Regions from separate parts of the Pan troglodytes genome. Here region 1 is linked to region 2. The links are chromatin contacts, called in public HiChIP or PLAC-seq maps. All regions are on one chromosome and are shown on one strand. Each heading gives the region's core, a stretch centred on a gene start, on an enhancer-like site or on the middle of the called end of the contact. The rest is flanking DNA. Distances are from core to core; before and after follow the strand shown. Region 1 holds the start of PHB1 (prohibitin 1). Region 2 holds the start of RNF227 (ring finger protein 227).

The links. HiChIP or PLAC-seq counts read pairs in DNA pulled down with a chosen protein or histone mark.
Region 1: an H3K4me3 HiChIP or PLAC-seq map of stem cell-derived excitatory neurons shows a contact between it and region 2, with 6 times the contacts expected there. The contact joins the promoter of PHB1 here to the promoter of RNF227 in region 2. A contact is called at or near these places in 3 of 7 Hi-C or Micro-C datasets (induced pluripotent stem cells and stem cell-derived neural progenitor cells) and 1 of 1 datasets of contacts at active chromatin or transcription factors (stem cell-derived excitatory neurons).

What each region holds. Positions count from the first base shown.
Region 1 is chr19:18,666,811-18,672,099 of NHGRI_mPanTro3-v2.0_pri, reverse strand. It overlaps PHB1 (prohibitin 1), which reads right to left and starts at 1,585. Exons shown (of 7, transcript NM_001246403.1): 1 at 1,562-1,585.
Region 2 is chr19:18,429,740-18,434,783 of NHGRI_mPanTro3-v2.0_pri, reverse strand. It overlaps RNF227 (ring finger protein 227), which reads left to right and starts at 2,309. Exons shown (of 2, transcript XM_529924.8): 1 at 2,309-3,229; 2 at 3,331-5,044. The coding sequence starts at 2,452. The coding sequence ends at 3,386.

The DNA.
Region 1 (5,289 bases), core at 336-2,835, 240 kb before region 2:
CAAAATACAATCAAACTTGATGCCAAATCCTCAGAGAAGGCCCTCTCTGACACACAACAGTCACTTTTCAACCTGGCTATTTATTTCCCCATTCCTGAAAGTGCTAAATCATCCATTGAAGGATATCTAATAAATAATGCTTTATAGCTTGGAAAGTGTACTATCAATTCTTCTGCTTTTTTTTTTTTCAGTTTCTTTTCTTTCTTTCTTTTTTTTTTTTTTGGAGACAGGGTCTTGCTCTGTCACCCAGGCTGGAGTGCAGTGGCGCAATCTCAGCTCACTGAAGCCTCGACCTCCCAGGCTCAAGCAATCTTCTCACCTCAACCTCCCAAGTAGCTGGGACCACAGAAGTGTGCCACCATGCCCGGCTAATTTTGTTCATGTTTTGCAGAGATGGGGTCTTGCTACGTTGCCCCAGGTGGTCTCGAACTCCTGGGCTCAAGTGATCCCCCTGCCTCGGCCTCCCAAGTGTTGGGATTACAGGCATGAGCTACCATGCCTGGCTGATTTCTCTTTTTTTCTCAACCATTTAAAGTAAGGTGTCTGGGACACTTGGTTCAATAATGAAAACAATGCATGGGCTTGAAATCCACAGAAAACTTAGCACCACACTAAACCACCCTCTCATTTCCTGGACAAGTAGGCCCCCAAAAAGAGGCTGTGAGGTTAGATTGGTGCAATTATGGTTTGAAAAAATAACTTAAAAAAAATGTGCTACATGTTGATGCCAACAAAAAAAGTAACCGTAACAGCTAACACTTATATCAGGTAGCCTAATAAAAGCAATTTATTTACTTCTCACAATTACCCTATGAAGCATATTACTACAGAGGAAACAGAGGCACACAGAGAGGTTACATGAGAAGCCGAGATTGCAGTTACTAAGTGGTAGAACCAGAATTAGAACCCAGAGGTCTAATGCTAGCAGACACAGCTTACCTCCTCACCATACTGCTTGTCAACATCGTGTATTAAGAACGACATGCTTCTTATGGAAGCAGGAGCTGGATGACATCCTGGGGCCAAGATAACTGAAGAACCCATTTGGGAGAAAGGCTCTAACTAGCTGCACAGGGACAGTGAGCTCTGGAATAACTGGGAGGGTGGGGCTGAGGCGGGGTGGGCATAAGCACAGTTGACCTAACTAGGTGGGCATAAGCACAGCTGACCTAACTAGAAATCACGCCAGCATCTAACTTTCTAACGCTCCGCCCCACCGTCGTTGCCCGCTCCAGTCTCAAATCCTCCCTCCCTACTTCCCAGACCTCAACTCCTGAGACTACCCTGATCTCGTCCAGTGCATTTAAATCTTCCTTCTCTGAGGCTGGGACACCCGGCCCTTTACATTTCTAATAGCTTCTGGATTATTCCTCACCCTGCCTCCATGGACACCTCCCTTACTCTGAGCAACCCCTGGCTCGTCCCGGGCTCAGCCCCTTCTCCCCTCCCTCACAAGTCGGACTCACGCACGCACTCTCCTCGCCCAAAGTGCCCATCATGGAGCAGAGGAGGACTGCAGAGATGCCCAGAAACGGGCCTTTGCCGCCCCCTCCATTCTCACCTGCTTCCACTCTGACCTCCACATGAATTCCCCAACCACACATACTGCGCATGCGCTCCTCTGCCCTGCCCGCTTTCCAAGATCCACGCTTCCTATTGGTGTGGCAGAGCGCTGTGAGTTCTGGGAAGGGTGGCTTAGAACCTCACCCTGGTTCTGCGGCTCTTAGCAGATGAACTACAACTCCCAAAAGGCTATGCTGCGGTGGGCCCGTGGAGAAAAGCTTTTTCTCTTTGGTGATCACCGCGAGGATGTTGCCGCAAAGCCTTTTGGGGGCTGTAGTTTCCTGGGGCTAAATGCACGTGCCTATCCTGTACAGAGGCTAAGACTGCCGGAAGGAGAGCCTTAGGGCTCCGGGAAAGAGGAGGTGGGCGTCCAGCTGGTGGCAAAAATGAGTAGGGGCAACTTTATGGCTGATGAAGAGGACAGGTGGAACTCTGGAGGAAGTCGTGGTGAAATCACCGGCAGGCTGAGACCCTTTGGGGGAACGAAGGGCCGTCTTCCTTCCAAAGCCCTGTCTGCAAACGTCCTCAGAGTTGTGAGACGTTGATTACCAGACCCCGAGAGAACCATCTGTGCTGAAAAACTGAGACCAACCGAGAGGAAGGAATTCATTCAGGGTCATGCACCGAGTGAGAAAAGGGGCTCGGCTTGGAATCCAGGTCCCCTAGACATGATTTTAAAGAAACGTTTTATTTGGAAAAGTTGCAAGAATAGGGCAAAAGAACGCACGTTAAACTTTGGTTCAGATTCACCTATTGTTAACAATTTGCTTCATTTGTTTTATCATTTGTTTCTTACCTCTCCCCTCCTCCTCCCTGCCGCCACTCCGCCGCCCCACCTCCGTGTGCGTGTGTGTTTATTTTCTTGTTTTTGTTTTGTTTTGTTGTTTGTTTTTGAGATGGAGTTTCGCTTTTGTTGCCCAGGCTGGAGTGCAGTGGCGCGATCTCGGCTCACCGCAACCTCCGCCTCCCGGGTTCAAGCGATTCTCCTGCCTCACCCTCCCAGAGTAGCTGGGATTACAGGCATGCACCACCACACCCGGCTAATTTTTGTATTTTTGTAGAGACGGGGTTTCTCCATGTTGGTCAGGCTGGTCTCGAACTCCCGACCTAGGTGATCCACCCGCCTCGGCCTCCCAAAGTGGTGGGATTACAGGCGTGAGCCACCGCGCTCAGCTCTCATTCTAGTTTTTACCTCTATAAGATCAACTCTTTTAGCCCCCACGTAGGAATAAGAACGTGAGGGCTGGGCGTGGTGGTCACGCCTGTAATCCCAGCACTTCGGGAGGCCAAGGCCACAGGATTGCTTTAGCCTAGGGGTTTGAGACTAGCCTGGGCAGCAAAGTGAAACCCTGTCTCTACAAAAATAAAAATAAAAAGTACCTGGATGTGGTGGCATGTACCTGTAGTTCCACCTATTCGGGAGCCAAGGTGGGAGGATTGCTTGAGCCTGGGAGGTCAAGGCTGCAGGGAGCTGCGACTGTGCCACTGCACTGCAGCCTGGGTGACAGAGTGAGACCTTGTCTCAAAAAAAAAAAAAAAAGTATGGTCATTTTTAACAATATTAATTCTTCCAATCCACCAATCCATGAACATGAGATGTCTTTCCATTTGTTTGTGTCCTCTTCAGTTTCTTTCATCAGTGTTTTGTAGTTTTTATTGTAGAGGTCTTTTTCCTCCTTGATTAAATTTTTTCCTAGGTAGTGGGGTTGCTTTCTTGATTTCTCTTTCAGCTAATTCCTTATTGGTGTACAGAAATGCTAGTTTTTGTATAATGATTTTTTATCCTGCAACTTTACTGAATGTATCAGTTGTAAGAGATTTTTGGTGAAATCTTTAGATTTTTCTATATACTAGGTATCATGTCATCTTCAAAGGGGGCAATTTGATTTTTTTTTTTTAAGACTACTCAAGTGCAGTAGTGAGAAGTGGGGAAAGAGTAGAACAAGGAGTTCAATCTGTAACTTACTGTGAGATTGAGATAACTCACTACCTTCGCAATGGCCTGACTTCCTTTTTTCCAATTTGGATGCCTTTTATTTCTTTCTCTTGCCTGGTTGCTCTGGCTAAGACTTCAGTACTATGTGGATTAAGAGTGATGAAAGTGGGCCGGGCGCGGTGGCTCACGCCTGTAATCCCAGCACTTTGGGAGGCCAAGGTGGGCGGATCTCCTGAGGTCGGGAGTTCAAGACCAGCCTGACCAACATGGAGAAACCCTGTTTCTACTAAAAGTACAAAAAAAATTAGCCAGGCATGGTGGCACATGCCTGTAATCCCATCTACTCGGGAGGCTGAGATAGGAGAAATGCTTGAATCCGAGAGGCAGAAGTTGCCGTGAGCTGAGATCACGCCATTGCACCCCAGCCTGGGCAACAAGAGCACAACTCCATCTCAAATAAATAAATAAATAAATAAGTAATGAAAGTGGGCATCTTTGCCTTCTTCTAGTTCTTAGAAGAAAGGCATTCCTCTATTCCCCCATTCAATATGATGATAGCTGTGGGTTTGTCATTTATGGAGTTTATTATGTTGAGATATGTTTCTTCTATGCCTAATTTGTTGAGAATATTTATCACGAAGGATGTTTAATTTTATCAAGTGCTTTTTCTGCATCTATTGAGATGATCATGTGGTTTTTGTCCTTCATTCTGCTGATGTGATGTATCCGCGGTTATTGATTTATGTATGTTGAACCGTCTTTGCATTTCTGGAATAAATCCCACTTGATCATGGTGTATTATCCTTTTGATGTGCTGTTGGATTTTGTTTACTAGTATTTAGTTGAGGATTTTTGCATCGATGTTCATCAAGGATATTGGCCTGCTGTTTTCTTTTTTTGTTGTGTTTTTGTCTGATTTTGGTGTCAGGGTAATTCTGGCCTTATAGAATGAGTTAGAAAGAATTTCTTCCTCTTCAGCTTTTTTGGAATAGTTTGAGAAAATTGGTATTATTTCTTCTTTATAAGTTTGGTAGAATTCAGCAGTGAAGCCATCTGTTCCTGGGCTTTTCTGTTTTGGGAGACTTTTTATCACTAATTCAATTTCATCACTCGTTATGGGTCTTTTCAAGTTTTCTGTTTCTTCCTGGTTCAATATTTGTAGGTTGTATGTGTCCAGTTATCCATTTTCTCTAGGTTTTCCAATTTTTTCATGTGTAGTTGTTCATAATAGTCTCTGATGAATTATTGTATGTCTCTGGAAACAGTTGTAATGTTTCATTTTTTATTTCTGATTTTATTTATTTGGGTCTCCTCTCTTTTCTTCTTGTTGAGTCTAGCTAGCAGTTTATTAATTTTGTTTATCCATTGAAACAAACAATGTCTAATTTCATTGATTACATTTTTTTCACTCTCTATTTTGTTTTGCTGTGCTGTAATCGTTATTATTCTTTTCCTTCTCCTAATTTTGGGTTTGGTTTGTTCTTGCTTTTCTAGTTCCTTGGGGAGCATTGTTAGGTTGTTTATTTGAAAACTTTCTAGTTTTTTGATGTAGGTGCTTATTGCTATTAATGTCTGTCTTAGCACTGCTTCTGTTGTATCCTATATATTTTGGTATGTTGTGTTTCCATTTTCTTTTCTTTTCTTTTTTATTGAGATGCAGTTTTGCTCTTGCTGCCCAGGCTTGAGTACAATGGCGTGATCTTGGCTCACCGCAACCTCCGCCTCCCGGGTTCAAGCCATTCTCCTGCCTCAGCCTCCTGAGTAGCTGTGATTACAGGCATGCACCACCA
Region 2 (5,044 bases), core at 1,060-3,559:
TGGCCTCATCCTCACATGGTGGTCTCAGGGAGTGTTCCAAGGGGACAAAGGCAGAAGCTACAAGGCCTCTGAAGGACTAGGTTCCAGAACTCACACATCACTTCTGCCACATCTATTGGTCAAAACTAGTTACAAGACCAGCCCAGATTCAAGGGATAGAGAAAGAGACCCCAATTCTTGATGTGAGATGCAGCAAAGTCACATTGCAAAGGAATTTGGGGCCACCATTAATCTACCACCACATTAAAAGTTTTTTTTTTTTTTGAGATAGAGTCTCACCCTGTCACCCAGGCTGCAGTACACTGGCACGATCTCAGCTCACTGCAATCTCTGTCTCCTGGGTTCAAGCAATTCTCCCACCTCAGCCTCAAGCAATTCTCCCACCTCAGCCTCCTGAGTAGCTGGGACTACAGGTGCACGCCGCCACGCCCAGCTAATTTTTTGTATTTTAGTAGAGACAGGGTTTCCCTGTGTTGCCCAGGCTGGTCGTGAACTCCTAAGCTTAGGCAATCTGCCCGTCTCAGCCTCCCAAAGTGCTGGGATTACAGGCGTAAGCCACCACACTCGGCCCATCATGTATTTATTAACAATAGATACCTACCAGTCCCCCCCCTTTTTTTTTTTTTTTTTTTTTTTTTGAGACCGAGTCTCATTCTGTTGCTCAGTCTGGAGTGCAGTGGCGTGATCTCGGCTCACTGCAACCTCCACCTCCCAGGTTCAAGCAATTCTCGTGCCTCAGCCTCCCAAATAGCTGGGACTACAGGTGTGAGCCACCACCCCCGGCTAACTTTTGTATTTTTAGTAGAGATGGGGTTTCACCATTTGGCCAGGCTGGTCTTGAACTCCTGACCTCAAGTGATCCACCCACCTCGGCCTCCCAAAATGCTGGGATTACAGGCAAGAGCCACCATGCCTGGCCCTACCAGTCCTTTTTTAAGACCAAAAAGTTTTGAATTGTGACAGCATCACTGTAATAAGTAGACAGCTTCTCCCATGATCACAGACAATACCATTCAAAAGTTCTGAAATGTTTGCTTAAAAATGATGGTATATCTCCTCAAAAGAGATTACCCTCTAGGTTTTAACAATTTAGGTTAAAAAACCAGCTTTGCATTGCCTGTGATAGCTGGTAAATGCCATGGGTGTGGAGAAGCTCATCATGCACATATTGGTCAAGATGGATGGGTGTTGAAAATGTTGGGTACTGGCCGGGCGCGGTGGCTCATGCCTGTAATCCCAGCACTTTGAGAGGCCGAGGCAGGCGGATCACCAGGTCAGGAGATCGAGACCATCCTGGCTAACACATTGAAACCCCGTCTCTACTAAAAATACAAAAAATTAGCTGGGCGTGGTGGTGGGCGCCTGTAGTCCCAGCTACTCGGGAGGCTGAGGCAGGAGAATGGCATGAACCCGGGAGGCGGAGCTTGCAGTGAGCCGAGATGGTGCCACTGCACTCCAGCCTGGGCAACACAGCAAGACTCCGTCTCAAAAAAAAAAAAGAAAAAAAAGAAAATGTTGGGTACTCAGAAGTTAATGTGAATTCAGTATAGGCTGGGGGCACAGGATAACAATAGTAGCTAATATAGTACTTACCTGGTGTTTTACTGTGTACTGGACACCATTTGAAGCACCTTACACATATAAGTTCATTCAGTCCTCATTATTATTATCCACATTTTTAAAACTAGGAAACCAAGGCCCAGAGAAATTAAGTAACTTGCTCAAAGTGTCACAACTAGTAAGTGGTGGAAGCTAGGATCTGAACTCAAGCCAGCTGGCTCTAGACTGTGTTATCACCCTCCGTAACAGAACCTGGGCTGCAGGTCCAGGAGAGGAGGGTGAGGAGGCAGCTGTGTGTGGGTGTGGCACCATGAGGGGAATGTGGGTTGTGAGTACCATGTCCTGTTTACCAGTGGGAGAAGTCAGACCCCTGAGTCAGAACTTACGCTGGGGAGCTTTGCTGGGGCCATCACGATGTGTGGGTGTCCAGGCCTCCGGAAGGAAAGGATTCCCAGCATTCCTAAAGCCATGGTCCTGGAATCTAGGTCCCTCCTTAGGCTGAGATACCAGCTGAGAGTTAAGCAGTTTGGGGAGAATGAAGTTTAGGAAGCCAGCCTTACAAACAACACAGAGAGGTCATCTATAATGAGAACTGAGGGCAAAATCGATTCAAAGGCCCAGGGACCACTAAAGGTTGGGCAGAATGGGCCGTGTTTGGAAACTGTTTGGGTGGGATTGTGAAACTAACTGCGAGCAACTGAATAGGCGGAGGGGGCTTTAGAGACTTGTGCCAGTGACTGAGGGCTCAGGCGCAGAGAGAGACCCGGGGCTTTGTACCTGGTAGAGTTAAGGAGCGCTGGCGTTGCGTTGGGGGAAGAAGGAAAGCCCCACCCCGCTCCCCCGGGAGTAGGGAGGAATGGGTGCTTTGGCCCCCAGGGCTCCGGTCCTGGCATGGCCTGGGCCGCCTCCCCGACTCCATCATCGCTGTCATTCCCGGCCTCAAGCCTCCACCGCCCCCACACGTGCCGCCACAGGGAGCGGCCCGATCAAGGCGTGACGCTTCGAAGGGTGGGGCCTCACTTATTCCCCTATTTAAAGGGGAAAGAGGCCGCGGCGCCGGCCCCAGGACCCGACCCGGCCCCAGGAGAATCTGCTCGTTCTGTTCACGGAGCTGGCCGCGTTAGCGACGTCCTCGAGTCCGCGGCGGGCACGATGCAGCTCTTGGTGAGGGTACCCTCTCTTCCGGAGCGGGGCGAGCTGGACTGCAACATCTGCTACCGTCCTTTCAACCTCGGGTGCCGCGCGCCCCGCCGCCTGCCCGGAACGGCGCGCGCCCGCTGCGGCCACACGATCTGCACCGCCTGCCTCCGCGAGCTGGCGGCGCGCGGGGACGGCGGCGGGGCGGCCGCGCGCGTGGTGCGCCTGCGCCGCGTGGTCACGTGCCCCTTCTGCCGCGCGCCCTCGCAGCTCCCTCGCGGCGGCCTCACGGAGATGGCTCTTGACTCGGACTTGTGGTCGCGATTGGAGGAAAAAGCGCGGGCCAAGTGCGAACGAGATGAGGCTGGGAACCCGGCCAAGGAAAGCAGCGACGCTGACAGAGAGGCAGAGGAAGAAGGGGAGAGCGAGAAGGGGGCGGGGCCTAGGAGTGCTGGGTGGCGCGCGCTCCGGCGGCTCTGGGACAGGGTCCTGGCGCCTGCGCGGCGCTGGCGGCGTCCGCTGCCTAGCAACGGTGAGGGGCTGCCCGGGGAGGAAGCAGGGGAGAGAGCGCCGAGGAATACCGAGGTTCGTTGGCATGCTCCTGCTGCCACTAACCCTTCTTCTTTCCCCCAGTGCTCTACTGTCCGGAGATCAAGGACATTGGCCACCTGACCCGTTGCACGTTGTAACCGAGGAACTCGGAAGCTACAGCCGAAGGAAGGTGGGAGCTGCAGCCTCGCGGGGGCTGATGTCAAGACTACTCTCTCTCAGATCCCAGGATTGGCATGTGATGAGAGAGATGAGCCGAAGGCAGGAGGGAACGCCCAGGGAGGTGTTGATGCTGAGTTGGGGAGGCTCCTAGACGAACTCGCCCCCATCTACTGACTGTGCCAGTCTTACATTTTCAGGATGGAGTGGCCAAGGGATGATATAAACAAAGCCTACGTTACCGTGGGAAGAAGACAGACTGTTTTCTTAGCTGGGACTTTGGCTTTTGTCCAGGGTGGCTCTGGTGTGTGGGAGCAACAGGTCCCATTTTAGCAATTCTTTGTCAATGGTTTGAATTTTTTTTTTTTTTTAAGATGGAACGGGAGAGAAGAGGCTAATTTTCGCGTCATGTTAATCTCACTTCTCTGGCATGTAAGGGTGCTGGTATGCCTGCTGTCTCCCCACTCCCAGTTCTGTGTTCCAGAAATTGAGATGGCTCCCTGCCTGTGACTATGATTAGGAGCCTTGCTTCATTTCAGAATCTCCCTTCAACCTGCTAGGGCAGGTATCAGAAATTCCAAAGGGCATTTATGTGAGGCACCTAATTAGAGCCTATCAAAGTAGGAAGGGAGAGCCATTTGAAAGGCATCATATTTCAAACTTTTGCTATTATCTGTGTTATCTTTACAGTCACGGGAACACACTAGCGCTACTGAAAAGATACTTATACAATTTTAAGTGTCTTTAAAATTTGTGTCCCATAATGGGACATCACCTGTTGTATATATGCCATGTATTCTATTTTAGAATCCTGTAAGTATCTTATGACCATAAAGTCATAGTCAAGGACCAGCAGTGTTGGTGTACTGTCAACGGAAGTGCACAGTCTCACTCTAGGATCCCACTCCAGACTTCCTGAATCAGACTCTGGCAGGGTTTTTTGGTTTTTTGTTTTTGTTTTGAGCCAGAGTCTCACTGTGTCGCCCAGGCTGGAGTGCAGTGGCGTGATCTCGGCTCACTGCAGCCTCCGCCTCCCAGGTTCAAGCGATTCTCCTGCCTCATCCTCCGGAGTAGCTGGGATTACAGGCGCCTGCCACCACACCTGGCTAATTTTTGTATTTTTAGTAGAGATGGGGTTTCACCATGTTTGTCAGGCTGGTCTCAAAACTCCTGACCTCAGGTGATGCGCCCACCTTGGCCTCCCAAAGTGCTGGGATTATAGGAGTGAGCCACCGCGCCGGGCCAGACTCTGGCATTTTAACAATCCCAGGTGATGTGTGCGCATGTGAAAATTTAAGTACCATTGGTCTAGATCCTACACTCTTTAGGATACCACCATCTGTAGGTAGAATATTTAAAGCATAATAGGTATGACTGATAGATTATTTTATCCAAAGTTGTTTTTTTTTTTTTTTTTTTTTGAGATGGAGTCTTGCTCTGTTGCCCAGACTGGAGTGCAGTGGTGTGATCTGGGCTCACTGCAAGCTCTGCCTCCTGGGTTCACGCCATTCTCCTGCCTCAGCCTCCCAAGTAGCTGGGACTACAGGCACCCGCCACCACGCCTGGCTAATTTTTTTGTATTTTTAGTAGAGATGGGGTTTCACCGTGTTAGCCAGGATGGTCTCGATCTCCTGACCTC